7 separate regions of the Mus musculus genome follow, and all the other regions are linked to region 4. The links are chromatin contacts, called in public Hi-C, HiChIP or PLAC-seq, Micro-C and promoter capture Hi-C maps. All regions are on one chromosome and are shown on one strand. The core of a region is the stretch at or near the end of the contact, and the rest is flanking DNA. Distances in the headings are between cores, read along the strand shown.

What was found. Promoter capture Hi-C pulls out the DNA fragments that hold promoters and counts their contacts. A called contact is a pair of places that touch in the nucleus more often than the background predicts. HiChIP or PLAC-seq counts read pairs in DNA pulled down with a chosen protein or histone mark.
Region 1: a contact with region 4 is called in an H3K27ac HiChIP or PLAC-seq map of embryonic stem cells, with 12 read pairs. The contact joins the promoter of Mreg here to the promoter of Fn1 in region 4. A contact is called at or near these places in 11 of 39 promoter capture datasets (cranial neural crest, embryonic stem cells, hematopoietic stem and progenitor cells and 4 more), 6 of 484 Hi-C or Micro-C datasets (all in embryonic stem cells), 20 of 115 datasets of contacts at active chromatin or transcription factors (the NIH/3T3 cell line, craniofacial prominence, embryonic hindbrain and 4 more) and 1 of 9 other capture datasets (embryonic stem cells).
Region 2: a Micro-C map of embryonic stem cells shows a contact between it and region 4, with 6 times the contacts expected there. The contact joins the promoter of Bard1 here to the promoter of Fn1 in region 4. A contact is called at or near these places in 11 of 39 promoter capture datasets (the 3T3-L1 cell line, 3T3-L1-derived adipocytes, the SN4741 cell line and 8 more), 3 of 484 Hi-C or Micro-C datasets (all in embryonic stem cells), 4 of 115 datasets of contacts at active chromatin or transcription factors (cardiomyocytes and embryonic stem cells) and 1 of 9 other capture datasets (adipose tissue).
Region 3: a contact with region 4 is called in an H3K27ac HiChIP or PLAC-seq map of cardiomyocytes, with 3 times the contacts expected there. The contact joins the promoter of D230017M19Rik here to the promoter of Fn1 in region 4. A contact is called at or near these places in 3 of 39 promoter capture datasets (cranial neural crest, liver and stem cell-derived epiblast-like cells), 1 of 484 Hi-C or Micro-C datasets (embryonic stem cells) and 7 of 115 datasets of contacts at active chromatin or transcription factors (cardiomyocytes, embryonic stem cells, hepatocytes and 1 more).
Region 5: a Hi-C map of liver shows a contact between it and region 4, with 3 times the contacts expected there. The contact joins the promoter of Tmem169 here to the promoter of Fn1 in region 4. A contact is called at or near these places in 5 of 39 promoter capture datasets (cranial neural crest, liver, pre-B cells and 1 more) and 2 of 484 Hi-C or Micro-C datasets (both in liver).
Region 6: a contact with region 4 is called in a Hi-C map of embryonic stem cells, with 2.0 times the contacts expected there. The contact joins the promoter of Xrcc5 here to the promoter of Fn1 in region 4. A contact is called at or near these places in 1 of 39 promoter capture datasets (liver) and 2 of 484 Hi-C or Micro-C datasets (both in embryonic stem cells).
Region 7: a contact with region 4 is called in a promoter capture Hi-C map of embryonic stem cells, with 4 times the contacts expected there. The contact joins the enhancer-like site here to the promoter of Fn1 in region 4. A contact is called at or near these places in 4 of 39 promoter capture datasets (cranial neural crest, embryonic stem cells, second pharyngeal arch cranial neural crest and 1 more), 2 of 484 Hi-C or Micro-C datasets (both in liver), 11 of 115 datasets of contacts at active chromatin or transcription factors (embryonic stem cells, hepatocytes, pancreatic cancer cells and 1 more) and 2 of 9 other capture datasets (embryonic stem cells and liver).

The regions. Positions count from the first base shown.
Region 1 is chr1:72,210,809-72,214,852 of GRCm38.p6, reverse strand. Mreg (melanoregulin) reads left to right here and starts at 2,546. Exons shown (of 5, transcript NM_001005423.2): 1 at 2,546-2,836. The coding sequence starts at 2,742.
Region 2 is chr1:71,101,159-71,104,934 of GRCm38.p6, reverse strand. Bard1 (BRCA1 associated RING domain 1) reads left to right here and starts at 1,963. Exons shown (of 11, transcript NM_007525.3): 1 at 1,963-2,267. The coding sequence starts at 2,128.
Region 3 is chr1:72,241,275-72,245,366 of GRCm38.p6, reverse strand. D230017M19Rik (RIKEN cDNA D230017M19 gene) reads right to left here and starts at 1,374. Exons shown (of 4, transcript NR_155355.1): 1 at 1,204-1,374. It overlaps Gm24497 (a small nuclear RNA gene), which reads right to left and starts at 1,154; the gene lies at 964-1,154.
Region 4 is chr1:71,651,602-71,655,786 of GRCm38.p6, reverse strand. Fn1 (fibronectin 1) reads left to right here and starts at 2,553. Exons shown (of 46, transcript NM_010233.2): 1 at 2,553-2,955; 2 at 4,138-4,185. The coding sequence starts at 2,805. It overlaps Apol7d (apolipoprotein L 7d), which reads right to left and starts at 2,452. Exons shown (of 4, transcript NR_040308.1): 1 at 2,401-2,452.
Region 5 is chr1:72,282,865-72,287,113 of GRCm38.p6, reverse strand. Tmem169 (transmembrane protein 169) reads right to left here and starts at 2,741. Exons shown (of 3, transcript NM_175564.4): 1 at 2,648-2,741. It overlaps Pecr (peroxisomal trans-2-enoyl-CoA reductase), which reads left to right and starts at 2,793. Exons shown (of 8, transcript NM_023523.6): 1 at 2,793-3,021. The coding sequence starts at 2,898. Gm51631 (a long non-coding RNA gene) reads left to right here. Exons shown (of 3, transcript XR_003947863.1): 2 at 151-303; 3 at 2,366-2,616.
Region 6 is chr1:72,304,948-72,308,774 of GRCm38.p6, reverse strand. Xrcc5 (X-ray repair complementing defective repair in Chinese hamster cells 5) reads right to left here and starts at 1,354. Exons shown (of 21, transcript NM_009533.2): 1 at 1,208-1,354. The coding sequence starts at 1,228.
Region 7 is chr1:72,180,412-72,184,713 of GRCm38.p6, reverse strand. All of the region lies in intron 2 of Mreg (melanoregulin), which reads left to right. Among named protein-coding and RNA genes, the nearest start is that of Mreg, 30 kb to the left of the region's middle. Within about 2 kb of position 1,308, at least 79 of the 459 cell types and tissues checked have an H3K27ac peak or open chromatin away from gene starts, as enhancers often do. A contact at or near this core is called in embryonic stem cells, hepatocytes, liver and 1 more, where this site is marked.

The sequences.
Region 1 (4,044 bases), core at 1,297-3,796, 560 kb before region 4:
GAAAACAAGCAGCTGATGGCACTGTAAGTCACCAGTTGCCCCAAGGGGACTGCCAACTCCACCGACATCAGGTGCCCAGGGACTCTCGGTAAATGTCAGATGCTACCATGTGCGGTAGGCGATACTGGTTAAGGCAGGCAGAGGAGCAGTGGGGCCTAACTCTCAAAGGGGAAGCTCAGAGCTTCCCTGCGAGGGATGTCTGAAAGGGGAAATGTGCTCAGCCACAAAGCCGAAGGTGGAGGAGAAGCAGCAGGAGCCAACTCCCAGGAAGACAACACTGTGACAGACACTGAGGTGATGAGCCTTAAAGAGCCAACAAACAGGTCAGGCTCAGTGGCTCAGCGAAAGGCAAGCCAGACAAGCCTCAGTTGGATCCCTGGGACCCACATTGTGGATGAAGAGAACCAACTATGGCCAAATCTGAACCCCACCTGTGTGTCAGGGCACTCATAGCTGCCCCAGCCCTGCCAAATAAATAGACGTAATAAGTGAGTTTTAAAAGGGATCTTCAACTGTTACTTTTTAAAATAAAAATCAGAACATCTTAATTTAAAAGTAGGCAGAAACCGAACACGCTAATCTTTGTTAAGGCTGAATGCTAACTTGATCCACTCATTAAAGAGACACAGTGGGTGGGTGAGCTGGGAAGTCAAGGGACTAACAGGAACAAAGCCCCTAGCACTGCATAAGCTGGGCGTGGCAGCACATACCTGTAATCTTAGCCCTTGGGAGATGCAGGCAGGAGAGTCAGAAGTTCAAGGTCATGTTCAGCTATATAGGGGGTTTGAAGTCATCCTGGCCTATATGAGACCTTTTCAAAATAAAACACTGGGGCCTGGGCCTGTAACTCAGGGCTTGAGTTTGGTGTGAGCAGGACCCTGGGTTTGACCTCTAGGCACGCACACCTCACCATGGCACTCATCCCTTTTCTTGCCTTATTTGTTCTCTAGTCTAACTAACTTAAAGTCTAACTAACTAGTCTAGTCTAACTAACTTAAAGTTAACATACTTGGAAAGTGCTTATTTCCTTGTCTAACCACCCCTCACCAGAATGTTCACTTTTTGCTGGTCTTGTTTACTGCTGTATCCCCATCCTAAAACATGCCTCACACATAGCTTAAATACTTCTCAAGTAAATCAGACTGGCAAAGGCAAGACAAAGAAGCAAAACACCTTCTGCTTTAGGGTTTTACTGATGTGAACAGACACCATGACCAAGGCAACTCTTCTAAGGACAACATTTAATTGGGGCTGGCTTACAGGTTCAGAGGGTCAGTTTATTATCCAGGCAGGCATGGTGCAGGAGGAGCTGAGAGTTCTACATCTTCATCTGAAGGCTGCTAGCAGAATACTGGCTTCCAGACAGCTAGGATGAGGGTCTTAAAGCCCACATCCACAGTGACACACCTACTCCAACAGGGCCACACTTTCTGATAGTGACACTCCCTGGGCGATCACACCTTGTATTTTATATTGAGTATAGGGTTTGTATGCCAGAGTCTAAATTTGAATTGCACACTGGAAAGCAATTTGGCAGGATTCATTAAAATTAAAGGGGTGGACTGGAAAGATGGCTCAGTGGTTAAGAGCAATGACTGCTTTTCCAGAGGTCCTCATTTCAATTCCCAGCAACCACATGGTGGCTCACAACCATCTGTTATGGGATCCAATGCCCTTTTCTGGTGTGTCTGAACACAGCTACAGTGTTCTCACATATGTATAAAATAAATCTTTTTTAAAAAAAAAATTAAAGGGGCATCTTATGACACAGCAAGTCGACTGCCACATCTTTATTCAGTTGGTGTAGAAGCTCCCAAGTGCAGCAGTTCAAGGATGTGCACTGCAGCCCTCAGTACAAAAGGCTGGGATTGGTTAACATGTTCACCATTATGTTCACGGTCTGGTTAAATAACACTGGCATCGGTAAGATTAGGTCTGCGTTAGGAAGACAGAAAGATACACATACAGTCTGCATGACATCAGTGAAAAGAGCCAGGCACAAAAATGTGTGCATGGGAAGGGTTGGAGGGAGAAAGGGAATGGTGAGGGTGGGTGGGGCAATGCAATGTTTTAATTTCAAAAGATAAAAACAAACAAACAAACAAAACCCCAAACAAAACAAAACCACAAACATTTGGTGCGGTAATCTGCTGCTTGGACATAAAAAAACAAAAGTGGGATTTCTGGGGGCTGGTGAGGTAGATGGCGCTACACAAGACAGGATTCTGTTCCCAGCACTCACATTGTAATTTACAAAAATAAATCTCTTGTAATATAACAGTTGTAGAACTCACAAGCGGTTGCTTTTTTTTTTTCCCCTAAGAGTGTTCAAGGGCTGGAAGTTTGAAAAAATAAAAAAACTTTTACAAAGCGTGTATTGTGGGAGACCATTTCCTTTGCAGAGAAGCCAATTAAAAGGACAGTTGGGTTCGGCCACGCGCAGCAGACCCCTGCTGCTCAGCGGTCACCTCCGGGGTTCTGCGGGGCGCCTGGAGCGCGCTCGCTCCCTAGAGGGCAGCCGTGGGCGTCGCAGGACGCATGCGCTCGGGCGGCACCCGGGGAATTAAAAGAGAGAGGGAAAAGCTCCCGCGGCAAACGCGCAGCTCGCGTCCCCACGGCCGGCCGCGGCGTGATGCGCACGGCCCGGCCCGTGACGCCGCGGCCGTCCCTGTCCCCGTCCCCGCGTCCCCGCCGCCATCGCGCGCCCGGCTCCGGGATCCCGGCGCCGGGCCTCGCTCCCCATGGGGCTGCGCCGCTGGCTACGGAGCGCCTGCTGCTGCTGCCCGTGCCGGTGCCTGGAGGAGCCCGCGCGGCCCGAGAAGGAGCCGCTGGTCAGGTGCGTATCGGGCCGCCTCGCGGGGTGGGGACCCGGGTGTCGTCTGAACCGGGGAAGGGGTGCTGTGAGGTCACACCGCGGTGCCACCCGGCCCCCCTCGGCCCCGGTCTCGCACAAGACGATTTAAGCTCCGGATCCTTGGTTCAGATTTTGTGTGGCTCCTCGGAGGCAGCGGATGCCCCTGGGAAACGCCACTGACTGCTGCAGGGGAAAGGGCCGGGAAGAGAAGTTTCCAGAGGGGGTCTCATCGGATGAGACGGACGAGCGTGGGTTTCCTTGGCACTGAGATGAAAAAAAAAAGTTTGGCTATCTCTTCCAATGTCATGACCGAAAGAAGTCGATTTCAGTGACTGAGGAAATCTTTCTCGTGATAAAACTATGCGTGCTGTACCAGTGACAGCCAATTGACTGTTCGGGGGTTTAAACTGAAATGTGGGGACATTTAATGCTCATTAGCTAATGTGCTAAGAGGCTTTGTGAAGGAACCCTGTGCACAGCTTTGCTTGACTTTTTTTTTTTTTCCCCTAAAGCGATACTTTAATATACGTATAAGCACGAGGGGTAGAAGAAAAAGGCACTCAGAAATAAGACATACCCAAGCGTGGTTGCCGGCTCCTAGAGAGAGAAGAGATAGGACTGTGATTTTTATTTTTCCTTAAAATGTTGGTTTTTTGTTTTTTGTTTTTTTCTTCCTCCCTATCGTGAGTTTGCTGAAATTAAGTTCCACCATGCCAGGTTAACCTTATCGAATGAGGTCCCACCAAGTCGTGCCCCAGGGAACAGAATTGAAATTAGGGCACAGGATGTAGGGTGGAATTCTAGGCTTGGTGAACAAGCGCAGAAGCCAGGACCCCTTCCTTAAGGGACACGCAACGAATCCAATCCTGCTTGCACAACTCTGGCAGAAGCAGCAAAGCATGGCTTTACCTTGCCCTACTCTGTCAAGTCCAGACACTTCCCCTGACTTTGCAGAGTTACATAACCCATCCTGCCTGTCTGCTCTTATTTTCCAGCGCATTAAGCAGGATGTACTTGCCCCTGTAGGAACAATCTACTCTTAGTCCCTCCAAGCTCCTGGCCAATGGTGACCTTTTGCCTTCTACCCTTTCCTAAAGTGGCCTTGTGGCCCCTTTTCATCTCCCTTTTGCGAGTCAGGACTTGGAATTATCATCTTGTTATCTGGTGAGGTGTTTCATGAAATATATCTA
Region 2 (3,776 bases), core at 714-3,213, 550 kb after region 4:
TCGAAACCACTGTCTCCTGAGTGAGATACGTTTTGAACCGGAGCTCTGCCATTATGACTCCACCATGTGGTCGACACCTCTGTCTCCTGCGGGAGATATGTGTTGGCCCGGAGCTCCGTCATTAAACTACCTCATGCTTTTACATCAAGATGGTCGTCTTTTCTTGATTCTTGGGTGCGCGCTGAACAAAAATTGAGTGGGGGTTTCCCCACTAGGTTCTTTCAGGGGCAGACACATTGGTTCAGTCCCACACTGAATTTAGCCTCAAGTTGTAGTATTCATAGGAGGCTTGAGTCAGATAATTAAGTGAAGCACTTGCGATATATAAGAGTCCAAGAACTCAAACTCTCAGCTCTATTTAGAGCTTTATATTACATGTCCACCCTGGTTCTATAAATGCTCATATAAATGTGCATGCTATGAACTGTGAGGTTAAAAGTACCTGAGAGACTCTACATTCAGGATCAGGAAAACCTTTCAAGCATTGATGTTTGAGCTGAGATCTGAAGGAGTACTGCCTAAGAGGAAAATTCCAGGTTCCAAAGTGAATCTTTGTGTAAAAGCCCAGAGGCAGCTGGACCTAGGCTTTTGATGAAGAAAAGCTCCACGGGAGAATAATGGCATGCTTTCCCAGGTTGGCATAGGCCTCATATCTCATCAAAGAAATAGCTTTAGAGTTTTATTTGTTTGTTTGTTTGTTTATTTATTTGAGATAGGGTTTGTCTTGACTGTCTCAGAACTCTGTTGACTAGGCTGGCTTTGAACTCAGAGATCCACCTGCTCTTCCCCCCCCCTCCCCCCATTTCCATGCCTCTAGTGCTGGGATTAAAGGACCTTCCAGGCCTTTCCACCTTTAGAGTTTAATCAGGGTAGTGCCAAGACTAATTTTGTGTTTGGTAATGTCTTGTATATCTTTAGTGAGGCCTAAGGATGGGAGGCAATCTAGGCAGATGTGTGGATTCCAGTAAGAAGGAACAACTTTAAGGTAAACAGAGGCAGCTGGGGCGGTTAAGCAGAGACAGAGAAATAAAAGGGGATATGCAAGAATGTGTTCATAGGTTGGAAGCTGTGGAGAGGGCGGGCTGTGCTTGCCCAGTGTTAATATTCAGATCCGCAGGAGGGTCTATGGATTTGGCTGGTAGAATACTTCTAGCATAAAGGAGGCTCTAAACTCAGTTCAGCACCATGTAAGCTGGGCGTGGTGGTGCATATCTGTAATCCCCTATCGCGCAGAGGTGGAGGATCGCAAACTGAGAAGTTCAAGGTCACCCTTAGCTTCACAGTTTAAGCTAGGTTGGCAAACAGACGCCGTTTCAAAAAAAAAAAAAAAAAAAAAATCCCCGGGGAGGGTAGACCCTCTAGCAAACAAAAACGTTTTATGCAGTTTATCATATTTTAAAAGCACACCAGAACTTCTAAGAGATGCCCTTGGTCGGATATTTACAGCTAGTTAAAAAGTGAAATTGAAACTTAGTATTTAGCGGATTCTTATATCCTACAGCAAGGAGAAAAAGAGAACTTTCTTATATAAAGGGTAGTACTTTTATTGTCATGGGAAAAGCTTGTCCAAGTTCAACAGTAGCTTGAATGCCACTCTTTGTAGATGGCTTCAGCGGCAAGCTCCTGAGGCTATGGGAGGGTTAGAATCCAACTTCTAGGTAAGCACAGTTTCAGTAAACTGAGAGGGGGTGGGAATGAAACCCATGGGGAGCCCCGCCTCTTTGAAGGCGTGGCCTGAGGCCCCGCCGCTCAGTTTCCCGCTCAGGAAGTTTGAGCGCGCTATACCCCGCCTCCTAGGGCCACAGGCCTAGGTGACTTCTCCCCACGCCTCCTCAACCCCGCGCCTTGGCACTTTGGTTTCCGCGGTCCGCCCTACACCTCCTGAGGGCGTGGCCTCTCAAGCCTCGCCTCTCCATTTCCGGAACTTGGACCGCATTACTAAAGCCCCGCCCTCAGGCCTTGAGGGCGTGGCCTAAAGCCGGGTCCTTCCATCTCTGAGTTTTACCGCGTTTCAGCCTCCGAGCCGGAGGCGTCCGACCAATTCAGAGACTCCGCACGCAGCAGGATCCGGCGGTGACCAGCGGGGTGCGGCGCTAGAGCAAACCTGACCTCCCCTCCTCTGTGGGAATGCCACGCCGGCCGCCGAGGGTCTGCTCTGGGAACCAGCCTGCTCCCGTGCCCGCCATGGAGCCGGCTACCGACGGGCTTTGGGCCCACAGCCGCGCGGCGCTTGCCCGCCTGGAGAAGCTGCTGCGCTGCTCCCGCTGGTAAGGACCGGCCTGGCGACCTAGTGTCGTCTGTCCCTCCGTGTCCCACTCCTGAGTTTTCTGAGTGGCTTCCCAGCCACCTGCAACGAAGATGACTCAAACGGCACTTTTCGAATTTTCGCGGGAGAACTGCCTTCGGGGCGTGGCTCAAAGCGCAGCTCGTTGGTCACTCCCCGAAGGTGACGCTCGGAGCTGAGCCGAGCTAGTGCTGCTGGGGTCCTGGAGTTCGGTCCTCTGGGAGCGTGGTCCCGTGGTTGCGTGCGGGGCACAACAGCCCCTGTGAGGCTGACCTTTTGGTCCTTTCTCTAGTAGCAGGCTCGGCGTGGGGAATGGGAGGCTAGGGACCTGGTGACCGGTAGTTTGGCGATGGCAGTTTGTTGAGCATCGCAATTTTAACTTAGTTAGATTATGGCCCTGTACCACTGATCCTCCAACATGCCCTCTCTTGGATTTTATTCAGTCTGAAATGCACTCCTAAGTGGTACTTTCTTACCTGAGGCTGTTTATCGAATACTACCAAGAAATATACTTCTTTCCCCTTTTTTCTCTTTGGCAGTAGCGAATGTTAAGCCTTCAGTCTTTACTACAAATACAGTGTTAACTGCAACTTTTTTTTTTTTTTTTAAAGTTAACTGGCAACAAACTTTGCACTTACGTTAAATTATTCTTTTTTTTTTTTTTTTTTTTTTTTTTTTACAAACTCTTAGTATTTGAAAGAATGGCATTGTATTTCTTAGGAGAGTGGCGATTCTGTTAACATGAACACGTTCTGAGTTCTGCTTGTGTTTTCCTAAAGCATACGGATCATCCTGGGTGTAGACATACATCGGAAACTCAACTTCTAGTTGCAGTAGCAGGCCAGTGATGACGCACATGTTGGATCTCAATCTGTGGGTCGCGACCACTGGGACACACATTTAGGTCTTAGGAACGGAGACCCAGCTTAGTAGCAAAATTACAGTTATGAAGTAGCAAAGAAAAGAATGGTATGGTTTAGGGTCACCACAACGTTTGGAACTATATTGAAGGGGTTGTAGCATCAGGGAAGGTTGAGACCCAACCACTGCTTTAAATAGTTGAACCACAGTTAAACTCAGATGGAAACACATATTCTTCCACTTAGAATGTGTCAGACCACATGAGTTCAGGTTCCAGCCACATCTTTGGTCTTCTCTGTACCTCAGTAATAATGGTTTGCTCATTCACATATTAATTTGCTAATATTGAGATTTGATAATAAACATGTAATGAATACATACCAAACAGTGTTCCGAGTATGGAGAGCCCATTCGTGAGCAAAGCTTCCTTCCCAATGTTTCTGTAACCCTGCCTCAGGGATCCCAAGAAAAAATTAAATACATGTAAGTTGTTTCCTGTGGTGACTATCCAAAATGGACACAAAAAGATGTGATGAGAAAATGATTTAGTCTGCTTGCTGAGCCATTTGGAAGAGACTAACTAGATAAAGTAATATGAATAATCTGTAGGTTGTCCTAAAATTAAACAACC
Region 3 (4,092 bases), core at 125-2,624, 590 kb before region 4:
CTTACATATCATAAATAAATAAATCTTAAAAAAAAAAAAAAAAGGACTGACTGCTCTTGCGGGGGTCCTGAGTTCAATTCCCAGCAACCACATGGTGACTCACAACCATCTGTAATGGGATCTGATGCCCTCTTCTGGTGTGTCTGAAGGCAGGTACAGTACTCATATATGTACAATAAATAAATAAATCCTTTTAAAAATAATTTATTTCAGAAGAATCTAGGACTCTGACACAACTTCTGTCAGTGAATCATTATTTATAGGTTACTGTACAAAAATAACATACCTAGAGCGGGTCTTTGCTGTGAAAATCAGCATAGGCATAAACAGTCAACAAAATTTTAGCTTTCAGAAAAATTATGCAAGCCTAAGAGTTTTTAATGCCACCAGACTTACATAACTAGCAAGTGTTTTGTGACAGTAAGCTGAAAATAACTTGTCCATCTTAGTAACCTTACAGCCTCACAGCTCTTTCCAGATCAAAAGCTAGACATTATGTAGAATATTATGCAGCAATGTAGAGTGATGTGCAGTAAAACTAACAGGTTGGTAAGAAATCCACGTTGGCCTAATTTCTAGGTCTCTTATTAAACCAGCATTATTCCCCAGAGGGGAAAAAAAGAGATAAAAACCTTAGAGTCTTTCCCACCTAATCACAGTTATTGACCAGTGGATGGAAAGACTGTGTAAAAAAGTAAAGAAGCGAGCTGCTCTGCCTGAAAAGCCTGGTAGTGGAAATATGAAACCTGAATAATAATAAGAAAAGTAAAGCAATAGAAAAAGATCAACTGGCGGCAAGCAGGCGGACTTCCGAGTTAGAGGCCAGCCTGGTCTATCAAAGAGGGGTTAACGAGACCCGGGTAACTACAAAGTAGAAAAGAAGACAGAAAAAGTAACTGCAGCCTGTATTTACGAGCTATAATAGTCCTAAATGTCTTACATTTAACCAACATTGTTCCCCAGAGGGGTTGCACCGTTCCTGGAGGTACTGCAATACCAGGTCGATGCGTGGAGTGGACGGAGCAAGCTCCTATTCCAACTCCTAGTTCCAAAAATCCATTTAATATATTGTCCTCGGATAGAGGACGTATCAGATATTAAACTGATAAGAACAGATACTACACTTGATCTTAGCCAAAAGGCCGAGAAGCGATACCAAATACAGACCACGCAGCCATGCTCTGCGTCCGTGAGACACATTACCTTTGTGGTGACCGCTCGCAACCCTCACTTCCTGCCTCCCCCGCGGTTCCTTCCTCCTCCGATCCGCGTCTGCGCCCTCCACACCTCACTCCCACTCCAGCACCCACGGCTTCAGATTCAACGTCCACGACCCGGGCTCTCCCGGCGTTCCCGAGCGCGCACGCCGAGTATGATTTGCATGCCCCGCCCCCTCGCGAAGGGCGTGACAACACAAGCCCAAATTAGGCCTGTGCACGTCGCCACGCCCCTCGCGTGGAGGCAGGACGTGCAAATCAGCTCTTCCCCGCGGCCTCCGCGATTCACAGGCCGACTCACAGACTATTGCGGTTTGGAATCCACCGGAAATAGAAAGACCTGAAGGGGGCATGTCCACGGCCAGATGCACTGGATAAACTCTGAGGCAGGACGGTGGCTGAAGGGTGGACCTACTGCTCCTAGTTCGCGTTGTCTTAAGACAATCTTCCCTTGTTGAGAGGCTGGCTCCACAGGGAGTCTAGCAGGCTAGTGATTTTCTGTTAGGTGTTTTCACAATGTTGTCAAGGCAAACCTACTTAGGTAAAAACTGTAGTAAATCTTGACCAAAAAAAAAAAATGTCATATATTGAAATCCTTAATAAATTGTGTGATGTCTTTGAACTTTTCTACAGTTTTCAGGCTAAAAAATACCGATGGTTAACATCAAATGCAATAATAATGCAGGGATCGATGATGTTTGGCACGTGGGAGTGAAGAGTGGACAGTCACTACTCTTATTAGCTCCTTGGTACCCAGAACCTTAGATCATTTTCAGTTTAAGGACAGACATAATCCTGAGAGGAATTTACCCCGAAGAGCTGTAGGCTCTGGGCTGGTTCTGTGCCTCTTTGAGTGTTATAGGGAATAAAGCTGGGTAGGATGCTTTCCAACCACTGCCACTGGAAATTGCAGAATGGAGGACCAGATCAGGCAAAGCCTAAACTATATGAGACCCAGCCTCAAGTAAAAGACAATCTGCCAAATATAAAGGGCAAAATACTAAAAGACCAAACTTCTAAATGTGTTTATGTGTAAGTACTCAATATTGTAGGATTTGGGCTTAGAGTTGCCCCCAAGGCTTTGGGACCTCTTATGCCAAACACAAACACCATCCTGATACATCCTATTACAGAGATTTTGTTGTGTTTTCTTATATTTGTAACTTTAAATCACTTTGTAACCATCAACTACTTAATGGATTGTCATTAGCATTTAAATCCTTTAGGTAAAGGTACCAGTGATGGTTTGAATAAGAATGGCCCCCACAGACTCATATATTTGAATGCTCAGTCACCAGGCAGTGGAATGTTTGAAAGGATTACAAGGGTTAGAAGGTGTGGCCTTGTTGGTGGAAGTGTGTCACTGGGTGTGGTCTTTGAGGTTTCAAAAGCCCATGCCAAGTCCAGAATCTTTTTCTGCCCGTGCTCCAGGAATTCGCTCTCAGCTACTGTTCCAGAGCCTACCAGCATGCTTCCCACCACACCATGATGAGATTGGGCCACATCTCTGAAACTGTAAACCCGCCCCAATGAAATGACTTTTCTTACAAGAGTTGCGGGGCGGTGGTGGCACACGCCTTTAATCCCAGCACTTGGGAGGCAGGTGGATTTCTGAGTTCAAGGCCAGCTTGGTCTACAGAGTGGGTTCCAGGACAGCCAGAGCTACACAGAGAAACCCTGTCTCGAAAATCAAAAAAACAAAACAAAACAACAACAAAAAAGAGTTGCCATGGTCATGATGCAGCAACAGAACAGTCACTAAGATTGTATGCCATTAATTTTTTTTAATCCTCTGCTGGGATTAAAGGAGTGCACCACCACGCCTGGCTGTGCCATTAATTTTTGCTTAATTTTTGTCAGATACCTCAATGAGACCTTGGAGGGCACGGGATACTTACTATTGTAGGGCTAACCTTGCAGAGGTGGGAAACGATTTGAGACCAGATACATGTGATCATTATTCTTGCCAGTACTGGCCAGTGTACTCATTTATAATAATAAATAAAACTTTGGGCCAGAGTGAGCAGGGACTGAGCAAGTGGGTGGACCGGAGCAAGCACGGTTGACAGGAGCAAGCAGAGGTCCTAAAATTTAATTCCCAACCTCCACATGCAGGCTCACAACCATCTGTACAGCTACAATGTACTCATATACATAAAATAAATAAATAAATCTTTAAAAATACAATAAAATGGGAATACTGGATACACCTCTGTAGTTAACAATGGGTTTATATTGGGCCAGGCATGTGGTGCATGCCTTTAATCCCAGCACTCGGGAGGCAGAGGCAGGTGGATTTCTGAGTTCGAGGCCACCCTGGTCTATAAAGTGAGTTCCAGGACAGCCAGGGATATACAAAGAAAACCTGTCTCGAAAAACCAAAAAAACAAAAGCAAAAACAAACAAACAAAAAAACAACAACAAAACAAAGGGTTTACAAAGATGTTGTAGAGGTTTAAAACATGGAAAAGACAGGGCTGAGGTAAGGACAAAGGACACACTACACTAATCAGAGCATGAATTTTTCAAGGCACATATAGACATTTAAGGTTCATATGTGTGTGGAGGACAAAAAAAAAAAAATACTCGTGCACACAGATAAACACTGGAAATGCCAGGAAACTTTAAACACAAAGAAGATTTCACCTCTGCTCCTGGAATGCTGGAGAAGGATATAGTTTCCAACCTGGTGATTCTTTGGTACCTGCTGTTACAGGCTCTGCCTGTATCCCCAGAGTGTGTGAAAGATCCTGACAGGATGTAAAAGGTCACAGAAGCCCTGAAAGTGGCAAAACAGATTTCATTGTTAGCAGAACTAGCTTTGCTGATTTAGAAAAATAGAGGTGCATAATGCTATGGCCAGTGTACTCATTTG
Region 4 (4,185 bases), core at 1,304-3,803:
AACAAAAGAATCAAACAAACAAAACAAAACAATCCCTCCAAAACAAACCAACAACAGTAGCAACAACAAAAACACCCAAAACAAAAACCCAAGAGTTTGGTGAGGTATAATTTCAACTGATTCCCTAGAATTAGAGTTACAGATGGTTGTGGGTGGTCATGGTCATGTGGTTGCTGGGAACAGAACCTGGGTCCCCTGGAAGAGCAGCCTGTGCTCTAACCATTGAGTCATCTCTCCAGCTCCCTGACCCCCAACTGTAGTCTTTAAGATTTCATTACCTCTGAGTTAGAGATAATCGACTTGAATTGGAAGAGATCTGGATGGGGGAAGGCTACCGTAGCAGGGCCAGTTTACCTTAATTAAGAAAATATCTCCATGTCCCAAATCAAAACCAAAACACAACTTTCAAGTCAAAGCATTCCTATAAAATTCAGCCAAATATTTCTGCTTGTGGGCCACCAGAGACATTTTCTATGGGACTGAAAGAGAAAACTTTCTTCTGAAATGTAAAGTGGGTTCCCCACAAACCTTTCCAATAAGTATATTATTTTAAAGTATTTTGAGTACGGTAAATACACCAAACTATCATATTTTTGTGACAAAATTCTTTTCTAACCACTTATTTCCTTCCTCCAGAATCTACCATATTTGTGGAAAGCCTTCCCTTCGGGTTTATCTAGCAAGCATCCTGATTTCCAGGTATCCTTCTCCCCCCCTGGAGAGAGCACTTCCCAGAAGTTCACTGTTTTACAAGGAGCCCTTTTATATCTGAAAGAGAAAACCGTTTTGTCAAGGGATGATGAGAAATTCCAAAAAAACTAACTCAGACGGGATTCTAAATTTGGGGGAATGTATGGCACTGGTTCAACCCTGAGTGTTGGTCACAAAGATTCTTGACTTATTTTACACTGCTTGTAAGAAACTGGTATTTGCTGTGGGTTTTTTTTGTGTGTGTGTGTGTGTGTGTTTGTTTTGTTTTTAGTTCTTTACATCAATAAAGATAAATGTTAATTTTGTGTCTTTAATGTGTTGAGGATTTTATAAAGCACACAAATTCAAATTATCCAAGAACCTGGTACAAACAACATATTTTGCTAGCTAGTAGCTTTAATATGTTCTCAAAGCAAAGGAGACCATGCGCCTAACCGAGGGAGAAAGCCAAGTTTGGGGTTCGGATCTGCTACTCTGAAAATAGTGGGCTTCTTGAAGGTCTTTTTGAAGCCCTACCAAAGCAACTGGGCTTGTGTGTGTCTGAAAGGTTAAAAAAAAAAAAAAAAAAAAGACCAACGTGTTAGAGCTGCTGGCTTCAGGGGGACGTCTCCTATTCCCTTTTCAACTTCAGTAGTGTAGGAAGTCCAGAGAATTTTCAGTGGAACTTTATACATTCTTGGAGCAGATAACAATTGAAATATAAAAAATCTGGCAGCGGGGGAGGGGTGGATAGTGGAATTCTGCCATGACTGCGAAGTCTGAAAATAAAATAAAATAAAATAAAATAAACGCCCGGACACATGCAAGGGGATTCGGGGTAAAGTCTGGAGGGAGGCAAGACATTAAATCTTTGTACCCATCCTCACCCCAACTCCCCCTTCAGAGGCCACCTAGGTTTGAGTGCAGATGGCCCAGTGAACGTGGCATGGACGGGAAGGGTCCCCCCGCCCCCCTTCATCAGCCAGTTCAACTTTTCCCCTTCTTAAGCTGTTCACTACTGCCCTTTTAAAAGAAACGGGCACCCCATCCCCAGGAAAGGAAAACTGTGCTTCACGACTTAGAAAAGAAACTTTCTGTTGCTTCCTCTTAGAGAGAAACTTGGTCCTGTGAGTTTCTCTGGAATCTGTAGAGCGCCGCGCGGAACCGAGGGCTGTGGAAGCTCAGGGAAGGGGGTCACCTCTGCCACGCGCTCACTCTCTCCCAGGCTCTTCCTTGAAACCTGGCAGGTACTGCGTGGAGAAACCGAGGTCTGAGCCTACCTAACACCATAAAGGCAAAGATAGGGGACCCTAGGCGGCGCCCAGGACCCAGGAAAAGCACCCAGAAGGAGCCGCCCCGCCCCGGGGCTGCAAAAGTGAAGTTTGGATTCCTACAGGGACAAGGTGGTGGCCACTTTATGACTTTTTCCCTTCCCACAAAATACACTCTGGTGTGCACAGACTTTTCTCAGAGGTGACGCAATGTTCTCAAACACCACCACAGCCACCAATTTAAAAAAAAAAAAGTTAAGAGATGAGGGGGGTAAGCCTTACCACCCCAGGCTTCCTTAGGCTCCAGCCCCTCCCTCCCTTTCCTTCGAGTCTACATCACTTTACAGCCGTTTCCCATCCCTACCCCCAATCCTCCTCCCAAAAGTTTGACGACCGCAAAGGAAACCAGAAAGGGGAAAAAAGTTCTCTAGTCCCAGACCTGGCGGGAGATCAGCATCTCTTTTGTTCGGGGCGAACCCACCGTACCCCGTGACGTCACCCGGACTCTGGGCCAATAGGCGCGCGGTCGGCGGCGGCTGCGGCGGCAGGAGGGGCGGGAGGAGTCGGACCGGACCCTCCTCCCCGGCGCGCAGGGCCTCGTGGGGGGCGGGAAGGTACTGTCCCATATAAGCCTCTGCTCTTGGGGCTCAACCGCTCGCACCCGCTGCGCTGCACAGGGGGAGAAAAGGAGCCCAGGGTGTGAGCCGGACAACTTCTGGTCCTCTCCTTCCATCTCCTTACCGGCGTCCCCACCTCAGGACTTTTCCCGCAGGCTGCGAGGGGACCCACAGTTCGTGGCCACTTGCCTCCTGGGGAGGGCGACTCTCCTCCCATCCACTCAAGATGCTCAGGGGTCCGGGACCCGGGCGGCTGCTGCTGCTGGCAGTCCTGTGCCTGGGGACCTCGGTGCGCTGCACCGAAGCCGGGAAGAGCAAGAGGCAGGCTCAGCAAATCGTGCAGCCTCAATCCCCGGTGGCTGTCAGTCAGAGCAAGCGTGAGTACCGACAGTCTGGTTCAAACCGGCCGGCGGCAGGGATGGGTTGGTCCTCAAGCGCCCGCTCAAGTTGTGGCTAAAGTTTTTGCGCGCGTGCGTGGCTGTGCGAACGTGTGTGAGTGCGCGCTTTATCGAGGGAAACCAGCTGTGGACACAAAAGGCTTAGGTCTGAACAGGCTGGTTGCTGGTGAAGTGGAGGTAGGGACCGTCTGTTCTTCCCCTCAAGTGCGCTAACAAATTCTACACCTTCAGTTCGCCCTTCCAGGAACCAAAACGTGTGAAAGAGAAAAGAGACACGAACTTACAAATTTTACATCAGAGATTATTGTGGTTCCCCTGATCCTTATTTTCTTTATCAGCAAATAGCTGGTTAAATATTTAACACGGGGAGGAGGTGAGACTATCTAAATAGGTAGTTTCTTACCAACTTGAAAGAGATGTTAGTTGGCTCAGTGCTTTGGGGGGGGGGGGGTAGCCTAGGATTCTTTCCCCAAGAGCAAGGATAGCCATTTCTCTTCCAGTTTTTCAGAGACACACTCTTCCTTTATCTTGGGCTAGAGGAAAATTTAAAAGTTCTCCCTCCTTTTTTTCTTTTTCTTTTCTTTTCTTTTCTTTTCTTTTTTTTTTCTTTTTTTTTTTTTTTTTTTTTTTTTGCCATGATCTCACACTGTAGCCTAAGCTAGCCTGGCATTCTCCTGTGTTGTCCAGGCTTGTGTGTTCAACTTGGGAGCAATTCTTCTGCCTCAGTTTCTACAGAGCTGGGGTTATTGGCATAGTCATCAAGACACCCAACTTAAGTTTTCTTTCTTGTCTTTTTGTTGTTGTTGTTAAGAGTATTGAAGCCCTCAGGATTTAAAAGTAATTTCTATTTCTGGCCTCTCAGAGTGTTTCAAGTCTGCTGAGGTAGTTCCCCTGCCCATAAGGACATGACGTCATTGTATAACTTTTACCCAAGTTAAAAGATAAGAAGGAAAAAACCCCTAAACATCCATCTACATAAACAATGCTTAAATCTTTGATTAGCTAGTTTCCACATCTGAACTTTAGTGGAATATTGCTTTTAAGAGTTTTTTTGTTTGTGCAGGCTCACCAAGTCAGTTGGCAAAATTCAGTAGTTTTGTAGGGGAAAAAAGAGAGGGAGGGATGGAACTGTTAATAACTTTCCCCATCAATTCTTCGCAGCTGGCTGTTTTGACAATGGGAAGCACTATCAGATAAATCAGCAGTGGG
Region 5 (4,249 bases), core at 1,492-3,991, 630 kb before region 4:
AACGAGGAAAATGGGGAGGGGGAGGGGGAGGGTCAGGGAGCTGGGTGAACAGCAAGAGCATCTCAGAAGAGAAAGGAAGCCACTGCTAATGGCCTGTGACAGCACAGGGGGTGTGGATGGATCACTGTGACAGCAAGCTCTCTTCGCCAGGACAAAGGAAGCAGCTGCAGCAGAATATAGAGATTAGCGCTGGATTTGGCCCAAGAAGTCACCAAAGCAGCATGGTGGTGGTCTAGGGTGAGGCATGGACCAGGGGCCAGGACTCAAATCTGAAAATAAAGGACTTCCAGGTGAAATTGCCAGGTGTGGTGATTTTTCAGGGGCTAGGAGGATCTTAAAACCCGGGCGGCGGGAGGCCGAGACAAAGAGAACATATCTCTTTATTTTAAACCAAGGAGCCCTTGGAGAGATCCCACACCCCTGAACCACAGGTTTTAACAGAATTGAGGGAAAGAACTGACTGCTCAGCTGCAAAATCCCTGCAGCTGAGAGATGGCACCTTGTCATGCCCATTGGACTTAACTGCCTCCCATCCCCAGTCAGTTCTCATTAAGAGTACCTGCCTCAGTCTGTTCAGTGACCTCTCTCTCTCTCTCTCTCTCTCTCTCTCTCTCTCTCTCTCTCTCTCTCTCTCTCTCTCTCTGCACATTTGAGAGAGATGGAGGTTTAGCTCGGCTCTGTGGAGGAACTCGAGTGCAAGCTCCGTGGTTGGATCTTCAGCATGGCAGAAGAACAAACAACATAGATCACTTTGCCCTTGGGAATCACATAGCTGGGAACTGTATTTTTCTGAAACAATTCTTCAACATCTCTATTTAAATGTATTTTTAGGGGACTGTGGAGATGGTCCAGCAGGAAAGGGTACTAATTTCTGTGCAAGGATTAAGACCCCAGTCAAATCCCCAGAACCCTGGCTAAGCCAGACAGGAGGATGTCTGTGACTCCCACCAGTTAAAGGGGGCAAGCTCCTGGTTCAGTGAGAGACCCTGTCTCAAGGGATTATAGGGCTGACAATGCTAAAGAAGGATATCCAGCAATCTCCTCTGGCTTCAACAGGAACACACATACACACACAAATACACCACACACACACACACACACACACACACACACACAAAAGAATTATTTTTAAAAAGAGGTTACAGTGGTGCCATTTTTTAATGTGTTCATGATCACATAACTGACATAAACAGACGGCTACCAGAGCTCTTGATGGACTTCCCAGACAAAAACAGCCAGAGAGCTTTAGCTCTTCCTTTCTGCGTGCTGGTTGGAATCCATCAGCAGCTAAGCTGGAGAGGGAAGTGCTTCTAAAAAGAGGTCAGAGAAGGCCAGGGAGGTGGAGGGCCTAGAGGTGCTCTCAGAACTGCAGTCTGGCTGGTGCGAGAGACCCAGTGTCTAACTTCACTTCTCTCTGTGAATTTTTTAAGTAGTGGCTCCAACCGCCACCTCCCCAAACAGACACAAATGGCATTTGTTGACTGGAAAAGGGAAAACAGAGCACCCCCGGCAAAGTTAGAAAGACTGTTGTCCTGGATTAAGACCAATGACCTAGCATAGTCCGACATAAGGAAAGAGATAAACAGAAAAGAGCTAAGAGGGCAAGGCTGCTGCTGCTGCGCTTGATGATGGGGTTCAATCCCTGGTGGCACCCATACGGTACAAGAAGAGAACTGACTCCTGCAATTCGTCTTCTCACACACACACACACACACACACACACACACACACACACATATGTAATGTTAATTTTTAAATGAACAAACAGAAGGGCAGGGCATGGTATCCCATGCCTTTAATCCCAGCATTCAGTAGGCAGAGGCAGGGGGAATCTCTTAAGTTCCAGGCCAACCTGATCTACATAGTGAGTTCCAGGACAGCCAGGGCTATAGAGAGAGAGACCTTGTCTCAAAAAAAAATTAATAATAATAATTAATTCAAAACAAACAGAATGTGAACAATAAATTGTTCCTTGGAACCAACTGGGAGCTGATAAGTTCCTTGCTGAAGGTAGGAGCTAAAAGGCAGGTTCCAAAACCATAAACCTAGAAATGAATCTTACAAGAACCATGCAACGATTCATCTTTATCTGCTGCTATATAACCCAGATGAAACGGACCAGGTCTCAAATCTATGGAAGGGTGCTTTTTTTTTTCATTTCTGGGTGGGGCACTGAGAATGAGGTGAGGGTGGCCTAAAATCATTTTGTTTAATCATTCATTATTTAGGCTCTGTGGATAACTGCAACTGTGTGCCCTCTCCTGCCCCACCCCCTCCTCCCTTTCGACTCCCTCCCTGAAGAAGAAGGGATCTGGGACCTGGATGGCTTCCCTTCAGCTAACCTAAGCCTTTCCCCACTTCCTAGCCCTCTGCACACAGCTGCTGAAGCCCAGACAGCCAGATGTCTGTTGCAGATCGGTACTGCGAGGGCCCAGACCTGCAGCCTTTCTCTACACAGATGCTCTGGAGATGTAATTTTAATTAACGGTGGGAGCTATGGCCCCAAGGATTGGATTTTCAGAACAGAAAATATCCTTCCCATTTCGTTCTTTCTCACTCTCTTTTCATTCCTCTGTCGTTTCCCCCCAATGTCACCGACATTTAAAAATAAATATGAAAAAAATCGAACGAGGAGTCTCACCCACACCTTCACTGGGACCCAGGAGGGAAGCTGAGGATGCAGACGGCTGCGGGCGGCCGCCAGGAGCGGTCCAGCTCTGGGAGGAGGCCTAGCGCGCCGCGAAGGCGGGGCCTGGGCGGGGCCTGAGGCGGGACCACGCGGACTTAGGGGCGGGGTCTGTTTGGTTACGTGGCCAAGGACTGCTACTAATAGAGCTACTTCTGAGGAACACGTGGTCTAGCTTTAGCAAGAACTCAGAGACAGACACTTTGTGGCCATGGGCTCTTGGAAGACTGGTCAGAGCTACCTAGCGGCCGGGTTGCTGAAGAACCAAGTGGCCGTGGTCACCGGCGGGGGCACAGGCATTGGAAAAGCCGTCTCCCGGGAGCTCCTGCACCTGGGTACGTGAGCAGGCCTCTGGGGCTGGGCTAGTGTCCGCAGAGGTCCAGCTCGGGTAAACTGGGTTCAGAGACAGAGGGGAGTGCTGGCGGACCGGGAAGAGGTTGCAAAGCTCCGGTCTGCAGAGCTGAGCAATGAGGGAAAACGAAATAACAGAGGTTTTATTCCGAATAGCCGAGAAATGTTGAGAGGCCCTGATCAGATTTTCTTCTCACGTCCCCTGTGCTAAAAGCAAGAAAAAGGAAAAGTTATTAAACTTAGAATGATCACGTAAACACACGCACAAGGAAGCCATCAAGAAGAAAATAGTTACATTTAATATTTAAATATGTGAGAATGTGCATCTTCTTTGGGTTTACTTTTTTTTGTTATTTTGTTTTGTTTTTTTTGTTTTTTTCTAGACAGGGTTTCTTTTTATTAGCCCAGGCTGTCCTGGAATTCACTTTGTAGACCAGCTGGCCTCGAACTCAGAAATCCGCCTGCCTCTGCCTCCCGAGTGCTGGGATTAAAGGCGTGCGCCACCATGTCCGGGTTTTGGGTTTACTCTTAACCCAAAGCAAACTGTTCCCAGGTGGTGGTGACATATGACTTTAATTCCAGCACTCAAGAGGCAGAGACAGGTGGATCTCTGTGAGTTTCAGGCTAGCCTGGTCTACAGATCGAGGTCCAAGTCAGTCGAGGTTTCACAAAGAAACCCTGCCTCGAAGATGTGGGTAAGAAGGAAGAGTGCAAAGTTTATAAAGGCATATTTGAAAAGTATTTCCAACACGACGCTTGTATTGTGCAAAGAGCTTTGACAAGTAGATTTTTTTTAAAGATTTTTAAAATTTTATTTTATGTATATGAGTACACTGTAGCTGTCTTCAGACACACCAGAAGACAGTATCAGATCCCATTACAGATGGTTGTGAGCTACCATATGGTTGCTGGAAATTGAACTCAGGACCTCTGGAAGAGCAGACAGATCTCTTATCTGCTGAGCCGTCTCTCCAGCCCTGACAAGTAGATTTTTAAAAATCTGACATCAAGTGGAACAAATGAGAAATGATTTGGCCTTGACATTCCATGCTGAACTAACACAAGAAATAAATACATGGAGAAATGATTGACTTTATCTTATCAGCAGTACACTGCAAAAAAAAAAAACAAGACAGTATTGCAGTTTGCACTTTACCATTACTTCCAGCCTGTCTTCCACCAGGAAACTTCCCCTGGGAGGAGGAATTATTA
Region 6 (3,827 bases), core at 105-2,604, 650 kb before region 4:
GTGTTCCTTTAATAGGCGGCCACAAATCTACTTTTAAAGTAGCAAACACTAAAAGACTGGGAGTCTTTTGTCAAGAATTAGAGATTCAGAGTAAGGCATCAAAGAGTTTGACAGTGTAAATTCTGGTCTGGAAGAATGGTTTATGATAATTTAAAGTCTTTGGAAGCAGTAAGAAAACCAGGGAAGACAAACTGGGAGGGTACTGCAGCTCTTCATTACCACACTGAAGCAATACAACCTGCTAGAATTTTATCAAGTACATCTGCCACAGTAAGTCCTTCACGGGAGCTACAAAGTTCTCAGCAACTGAAGGCAGAGGAACAAAGGAAGCGAGCAACATCATTATGGGTTCATAATTTCATCAAATTCCCAAATGGGGGTGGAGGAAAACAGAGCTCCGTTATTGAACCCCTATCTTGTTTGTATTAAACGAATGAATGGATCCTTGCCATTGCATCTCTCTCTAGTGATCAAAAACAACCTCTCTAAAGTTTACAGTAATTTCCATTATTAATCTAGGATTCTAAGATCATAGATTCTTAGAAATTGAGCATTCTGTTTTGCTTTTCTTTCAGAGCTCCGAATGAATTCCCATTCACATGTTACCACTCATGGAAAGGGTGACCACGTTCTAATCACTTCAGTTCTTCATGTCTTGCTTGGTTCTCCTACTGACAAGCTAAGGGTAATAATGGTCGTCTCACGGTTTGGTGTGAAGATTTAATTAAATAGGAATAAAGGGCTTAGTTGTGCCTCACACAGTAAGCTTTCAATAAATTCGAGATTTTTAAATTATTATGAAGGTCATAATATTACGTAATATTACACCTTGAGTTATTTCATTCACAGAATCACAAAACCCCTCTGAAGTTTTACGAGCCTGGCATGTAGGGGATCTATCCTCGATAACTTACAAAGATTTTTAGAACCCAGGTTCGGAAGCAATAAAGGACGTCTGTGTTAGCAGGTGGCGTGGATAGAAAGTAAACTGAAGCAACGAGGGAGGAGGGAAGGGTGAGAGGCTGGAGAAGCAGGAGGGAGGATTTCGGAAGCGTGAAGGTGCACAAGACTCAAATGCAGAACTCCGAACCCCAAGTCTTTCGTTTTGAGCATCCATCCTTCAGTGCTGACTCAGCTGCGATTCCCACAGCTTCCACCCTCTAGAGATCCCCGGCTTAGGAAAGGCAAAAGGCCCTGCTCTCGGTACCTTATTACCGGACCACGCCATGCTGGTCCTCAGGTGATTTGATTACTTTTTCCGGGCGGAAACCTAGAGTGTCGCAACTCAGTTCCGGGCAACCCACAGATCCAGACGTCCCGCGTGCAAGGCGGGGAAGCCATGGGCTCTGAGCATGCGCAGAATTCTCTCCCTGCCTCCTTAGGCAAGGCTTTGTTCTCTGAGCCGCTAAAAGCCAGTCAGTACTGGGCTGGAGAAATGGCTCTGCCGTCTAAGACATTTGTCATCAAGCCTGACGAGCCCATTCAAGCTCCAGGCACCCATATTGTGGAGAAAAAGAACCAATTCCACAAGTTGCCCTCTGATCTCCACGTGTCCCACACATCACAATAAGTAAATAAATAAATTTAAAATAACAAGTTTAATAGTAAAAAAGTAAATAGGGGGTTAAAGGGAAAGGGTCCCAGGTTAGGAATGTGTACTGTTTTCGCAAGGGTATTTCAAAGCCCAGCACCTACATCAGCCTTCCGCGGATCTGACGCCCTCTTCTGGCCTCCACTCAATGCACATACCCACATGCAGCCGCGTGCATACATGATTTTTAAAACTAAAAAAAAAATAATAATTGCTATTACTCAATTGATAATAATCCCTTTCGCTAGCAATTTGTATTGGCACTCTGGAGTTAAAAGTCCCCTGTGTAAGATGAATCCACGAAGTCACTTAACTCCTCTAAAGGCCTTCTAAATATGATACTAAAAAAAAAAAAACCATGAACACGATGACCTTAGATCAACGTCCAAAGAGAAGAGTGAGAGTTCACCGAGTTAAAAGAAAAAGATGGCTCACAACCATCTGTAATGGGATCTGATGCCCTCTTCTGGTGTGTCTGAAGACAGCTACAGTGTACTCACATATATTAAATAAATAAATAAATCTTTAAAAAGGAAGAAAAAGTAGGAAAGGCATTCAACTCTACAGACAAAGTGGTTAAAACACCTTAGCCTCTGGGAAGAATTTCCTACTACCCTGGCGTGTCTGTGGCTGGGAAAGATGCCCTTTTCTAGAGATGGAGGCTGTCAATTCCCGTGAGTGTTCACCACTCATTTGCAAGGAAATTGCCCTGCAGTTCTTCCCTTCTGATAACCCTTGCACAGAAACTGCCTGTTTTCTATACAAAAATGACTCACAAGCTGCAGGTGGTTGGACAAAAGGTCCAGAGACCTGGAAAATGTCTGCAAACCTCTGTTCAATGTGGGAAACGTTCAATCAGATTCTCTTTTGTTGAAAATGGTCCCAAGAAAACAGGCACTAAAATTGATATGATTTGGAGAATTTTTGAAGAAGCCTTCAGGGAATGAAGGTTTAAAAATCGAAGCTGATAGGGTTCGAGAGATGGCTCAACAGTTAAATACATTCGCTGCTCTTGAACAGGACTGGGGTTCAGTTCACATATTACAGCTCACGGCCATCAGTAACTCCTGTTCCAGAGGATCCCATACCCTCTTCTGGGTTCTGAGGACACCAGGCACCCATGTGATACACAAACCTACATACGGGCAAAACACTCATACACAGAAAATAAACAAATAAAAATTTTAAAATAAACACAGTGGTGTCTAGACAGACACTTCGCACCCAGAGGACTCTTCCATGCTTTTATTCAGACTAGAGAATTTTTTGAAACTGAAACGTTATTTCTAGTTATAGTTTTACTATGGTTCATCTTTAGAGTTACTAGGGCTTTACCACAGAGAATGTTTGCAAGCTGTGTCATAGTTCCATCTCGGATAGAGTCTCTCTTTTCTCTTCCTCTCTCCCTCTTCTCTTTTTCCCCCTCTCTCCCCTCCTCCTTCTCTCTCCCTCCCTCCATCCCTTCTGTTTCTTTTACTCCCTCGTTTCTACAGACACACACACACACACACACACACACACACACTTCCAATACAAGTCTGTTTCCTAGGAAAAATAAAAAGAGGTTCTAGTAGCTGTCCTTGTTTGCATCTACACAATCTTTATGGAAGTCTCAAGAACCACCCACTTCTAAGCAGTTAGAAGACCATGGTCCTGAAAATGCATGGAGTTTAAGCATTGCTTGCTCTAAAAAAAAGCTTCCTTTAATCCAGGGGGAAAGAACAAACATGATTAATGCAGCAGAGTTCCTGGCTACTATCCGAAGGAACTCTAGAGAACCAAAGTATGGCAAACACGGCTCTGGCAGGCCTTGCCCTTCTCTCTCATCTCCTCTACCTTACTAAAAGTCATTAGATTGTATTCCTAAAGCTAGCCCTCAGAGTCTAGTCCTTATTTGCCCACTTCCTCCTCCTGAGGCACACCTAGCAAAGTGTTTAAGTCCAGCAATCAAAAGCCCCCTTTGGCTCACCTAATCAACATGACCAATTAAAAATCACCTTGTTCTAAGCCAGGCATGGTGACGCACACCTTTAATCCCAGAACTTGGAGGCAGAGGCAGGCAGATCTCTGAGTTAGAGGCCAGCCTGGTCTACAGAGTGAGTTCCAGGACAGCCAGGGCTACACAGAGAAACCCTGTCTCGTAAGACCAGAAAAAAAAGAAAGAGAAAAATCACCTTGTTCTAACATGGGGTCTCCCTTTTTACCTTTATAAGCTGTCATTTTCCTATGTGCCATG
Region 7 (4,302 bases), core at 59-2,558, 530 kb before region 4:
GTCTCAGGCTTGATAACCTCCTGCTTTAGGCTGCCGAACCTGCTGGGATTAGAAGGCAAGGGCCGCCATTGCTGTGGGGCTGTTTTTGAGGCTCTGTCCTCATTGACTTCCGTCTGAAGCTGCAGGAGGGAAGGTTTGTGGAAGTGGTAAATGTACTTACAAACACCAGCAGCTCTGTGATGTAGGCAGGACCAGCTGGGCAGAAACTGGCCGGCTTCCTCCATAGCCGTTGTGTCCTGTCCCTGAAGCAGAGGGCCAGGCCTCTGTGGGTTAGTGTGTGTGAGGAAGGCTCTTCTTAGTCGGCAGGTGGGCTCAAGACAATCTGCTGGTAAGATTCTACCTCCGGGTACAGAAGGCAGATGGAGTTGAGAAGAAACTAAAACTACAAATGTGTCTTAAAAGTCTTATTTTAAAAACAAACAAAGCAACCAACCAGTTGACCCTGTATACATTCAAAACACTGAGGACTAATGCCAAGCTTATTGAGGACCACTGCCCGGCTGATTGATTGATTGATTTATATTAAGGTTAATTTTATATGTCAACGTATTTGGGCTACAATGTACAGGTATTTGGCCAAATATTCTGGGGACTGGCCGGGTGGCTCAGTGGGTAAAGTGCTTGAGGATCTGAGTTCAGATCTCAGTTCCCATATTGAAAGCTGGCCGTGGTGGCGTTTACCTTCCAGCTCAGCGGTGAGGAGGTAGAGATGGAGGACCCCTGGTTCTCAGAGGCCAGCCTCTGCCTGTATCCCTGTTCAGTGATCACCGGGTTCCTTGATAGACCCTGCCCAACTGTGTGTGGTGCTGAGGATCCAGACTCAGGGCCTCCAGCGAGTGCAGCAAACGCTTTACCCGTCAGCCACTTTCCCAGTGAAAGTACAGTTAGTACATCACAAATGGCTGCTCTAGTAGGTGGTGTGCAGCCTGGCTAGAGAAGAGGATCATGGGTATATATATCTGAGAAAGGCTGTCTGTCTGCTTGCTGAATGGAAAGGTGTGCCTATCTCATCTGAGTACACAGATGCTGCTGTGCCCTTGTAGTTTCCTTACTGCCTGGATACAATTCAGATGTGTTACCTTGTCGTCATGGGCTTTATTTAAAGAAAAAATTCTCCCTAGTACTTATAGCATAATCCGTGATGATTTGCCCCCCCCCCCCGCTCCCCCCGCCCCATGCTTTTCTAAACTGATTGGCTTTGCTTTACTTGAGTGCTCTGGAAACTGGGTGGGGATGAGGGAGGGTGTGTGTCTATGAGTGGCCGAAGCAGGCTCTGTGGAACTCCTCCAAAGTGGACTGGCTCAAGCGTGATGAAGCCATCGGTCACATGTGTGTTTGCAGTGTCACGTTAGTCGCTTGCAGTGAAGCCAGTCGCTTACTCCAGAGCTTTATTGTAGCCTTCCCCCTCCCCCCCCCCCCACTCTGTCCTTGTAAACATTCCTGCCCTGACTCCTGCCCTCTGTCGGTCTTGCTTCTCTCAGAATAAATGAAATCAGCTCTTAATTGCTTGAGAGGCTCGCCACAGACCCACTGGGACCTCCTGCTGTCAGTGTGACTCAGCTGGGGATCACGGGAGGGTTCTGACGAGTATGCAGAAGAGGCTTGCGGCTTGTTTGCTGGCTTTGATTGCACCTGTGTGGGAAATAGGAGATCCTTCAGTTCTGGAGGGGGTGGAGAGCTGCAGCTCAGCCTTCAGGTCCCTAGGATACCGGGGAAAGGGATCATCAGGGTGCAGGGCTCCTGGATACCTGTTGTTCCATCAGCAATTGTTACGCATGCTGGTTTGGCTGTGCCACTTTATGGTTGTGCAGTTTAAGAGTCAGTCCATGTAGCTAATGAATACCAGCAGGCACAAATAATTGCCAAGTTTAATTATGGATCAGGTGAGGAAAAGTCACACCCAGCTTTTTTTTCCCCCCTAGTTTATTGTCTTTGTTATCAAAGCTCTTAACTCGGGGTGATTTTCTGTGGACCTGAGTTAAGACGAGCTGAGCTCCCCCTTCCCTAAGCCGTGTGTGTTTCGTTGTAAGCAGCTTCCAGCGTGCAGAAGTGTGTGTTGGGACCACAGGTTGCTAGTACTGGCTGTGCAGTGTGTGACTCAGATCCAGGAGATCTGACACCCTTGATGGTTACCCAGGCCCAGGTAACCCAGGCCAGCCATCCCAGAGGGGTGTGATGGACGCAGCCTTTCCTACAGCCACCGCATCTTATCTGTTCACTCGTCCAACGGAATGTGATTCTGTTTCTTCAGGCTTCATTTTTACCTGATTTTCTTTTTTTCCCCTAGCTTCAGTTGACCTTACCAGAAAAAATATTGAAAATAGGTGCAAAAGGGTACATCTAGACGTCCCTCGGGGACGTGGCCTTCTTAGCTATTCGCTCTGGTCTCTTTCCAAACGGCCACATAAACTTTGGGGGACTCTGAGGAGCTCTAAGAGTGGGGATGGCAGGGGCTTGCAGGAAAGACTTGAGACTGTGGGCTGGGTTTTAATCCAGGCTTGACAATCTGCAAAAATAAATAGTAAAATACTTGGTCATATTATATTGAGTATGCTCTTTTTGTGCATAAAGTTGGTAAATGTCACTAATTTTTTCTAATGGTGTGTGTGTGAGTGTGTGTGTATGTGTGTGTGTGTGAGTGTATGTGTGTGTGTGTGTGTGAGTGTCTGTGTGAGTGTGTGTGTGTGTCATTATCTGTGTTAGTGTGTGTGTGTGAGTGTCTGTGTGAGTGTGTGAGTGTGTATGTGTCAGTGTCTGTGTGAGTGTGTGTGTGTGTGTGAGTGTGTGTGAGTGTCTGTGTGTGTGTGTGTGTGTGAGAGTGTGTGTGTGTGTGTGAGTGTCTGTGTGTGTGTGAGTGTCTGTGTGAGTGTGTGTGTGTCTGTGTGAACTGCTGTGTGCAGTCACGTTTCATTGTGTCTTTGCTTCCCCAGGCAGAGGATTGGAAGGAATGGGTTATATGTAGGAATGGAAGCAGAGTCTTTGAAGTAGGATTGTCCTACCTTCTTGGTGATCAGAAAGGAGAGTGTCCTCTGCATGCAAAACTGTCCCTTTCATAATCTTTAAGGAATTCTCCAGTCGTAGCCTCCAGTGTGTTTGTCAACAAGTACCAGAACCTTGGGTTTTTTTTTTTTTTTCTTCTCTTCTCAGCTTTCTATGCAAGTGAGTGTCCACTTTGAGGCCTAGCTCAACTGGGAGTTTTTAAATAAAGCAGATGTTAGGAGGAATTCAGCTGGGAGGGGGATGAATTTAACCTGTATTGTGTTTTTTTTTAGTGTTAAGCACTCATTTAAACATTGTCCTATTTATTTTTATGTATGTATGTATGTAGGTGAGACACGTGAACGCCAAGGAACACACATGGAGGTCAGAGGACAGTCTCTAGAGTCAATTCTCTTTTTCTGCCATATAGGTATTATGGGTTAAATTCAGGTTGGCAGCAAGCAAGTGCTTTTACGCACTGGAGCTATCTCACTAGCCCCAAAGCATTCATTTCTTAACATTTAATTATTATTTTTTTTAATTTACTAATTTTGTTGTTTGATAGTTTCATACACTTGTATACATACATGATATATTCTGTTTACTTTACCCTCCCTCCAATTCATTACTTCATGGTTTTGTTTTGTGACCTATAGTTTAATCAGGGCCATTTGTGTAACCATTGGATTGGAATTCTCCCTTGAGACCTAATGGGATCCTCAGGGTTTTCATAGTCGAAGGCAGTGAATCTGCCTGAATCTAATCCTACCAGAGCGTTGAGCACGGAATGCCGGGCCCTCTGTATCCCCTCATCCATGTCTGATGGTTGCCGAGCCTAACCTTGTGTGCGCCTTGTGCAGTATCTAAAACTGCTGAGTTTGTGATTGGGATAAAGGTGTTTTGCCCTAAAGATGCCATTTTACTCCCAGCACTTGGGACGCAGAGGTAGTGAATTTCTGAGTTCGAGGCCAGCCTGGTCTACAGAGTGTGTTTCAGGACAGTCAGGGCTACACAGAGAAACCCTGTCTCGAAAAACCAAACCAAACCAAACCAAACCAAACCAAACCAAACCAAACCAAACCAAACCAAAAGATGCCATTTTACAGCCCGTCTCGTTCATTTTTCCAGCTCTTAATTTCTTCTGTCCCCTCCTCAGTGCTCCCTGAGCCTGTGTGAGAGAGGATGGCATAAATGACTCTGGGCTGCTACTTTGCAGCGTGGAGAGAAGAAACTGAACCCGTCCACAGCCATGCTCCATGTGAAGAGCCTGGTCTGCCCAGTGCGTTGCGTTCCTGCTGGGCTGTCAGGCACCCCCCCCCCCCC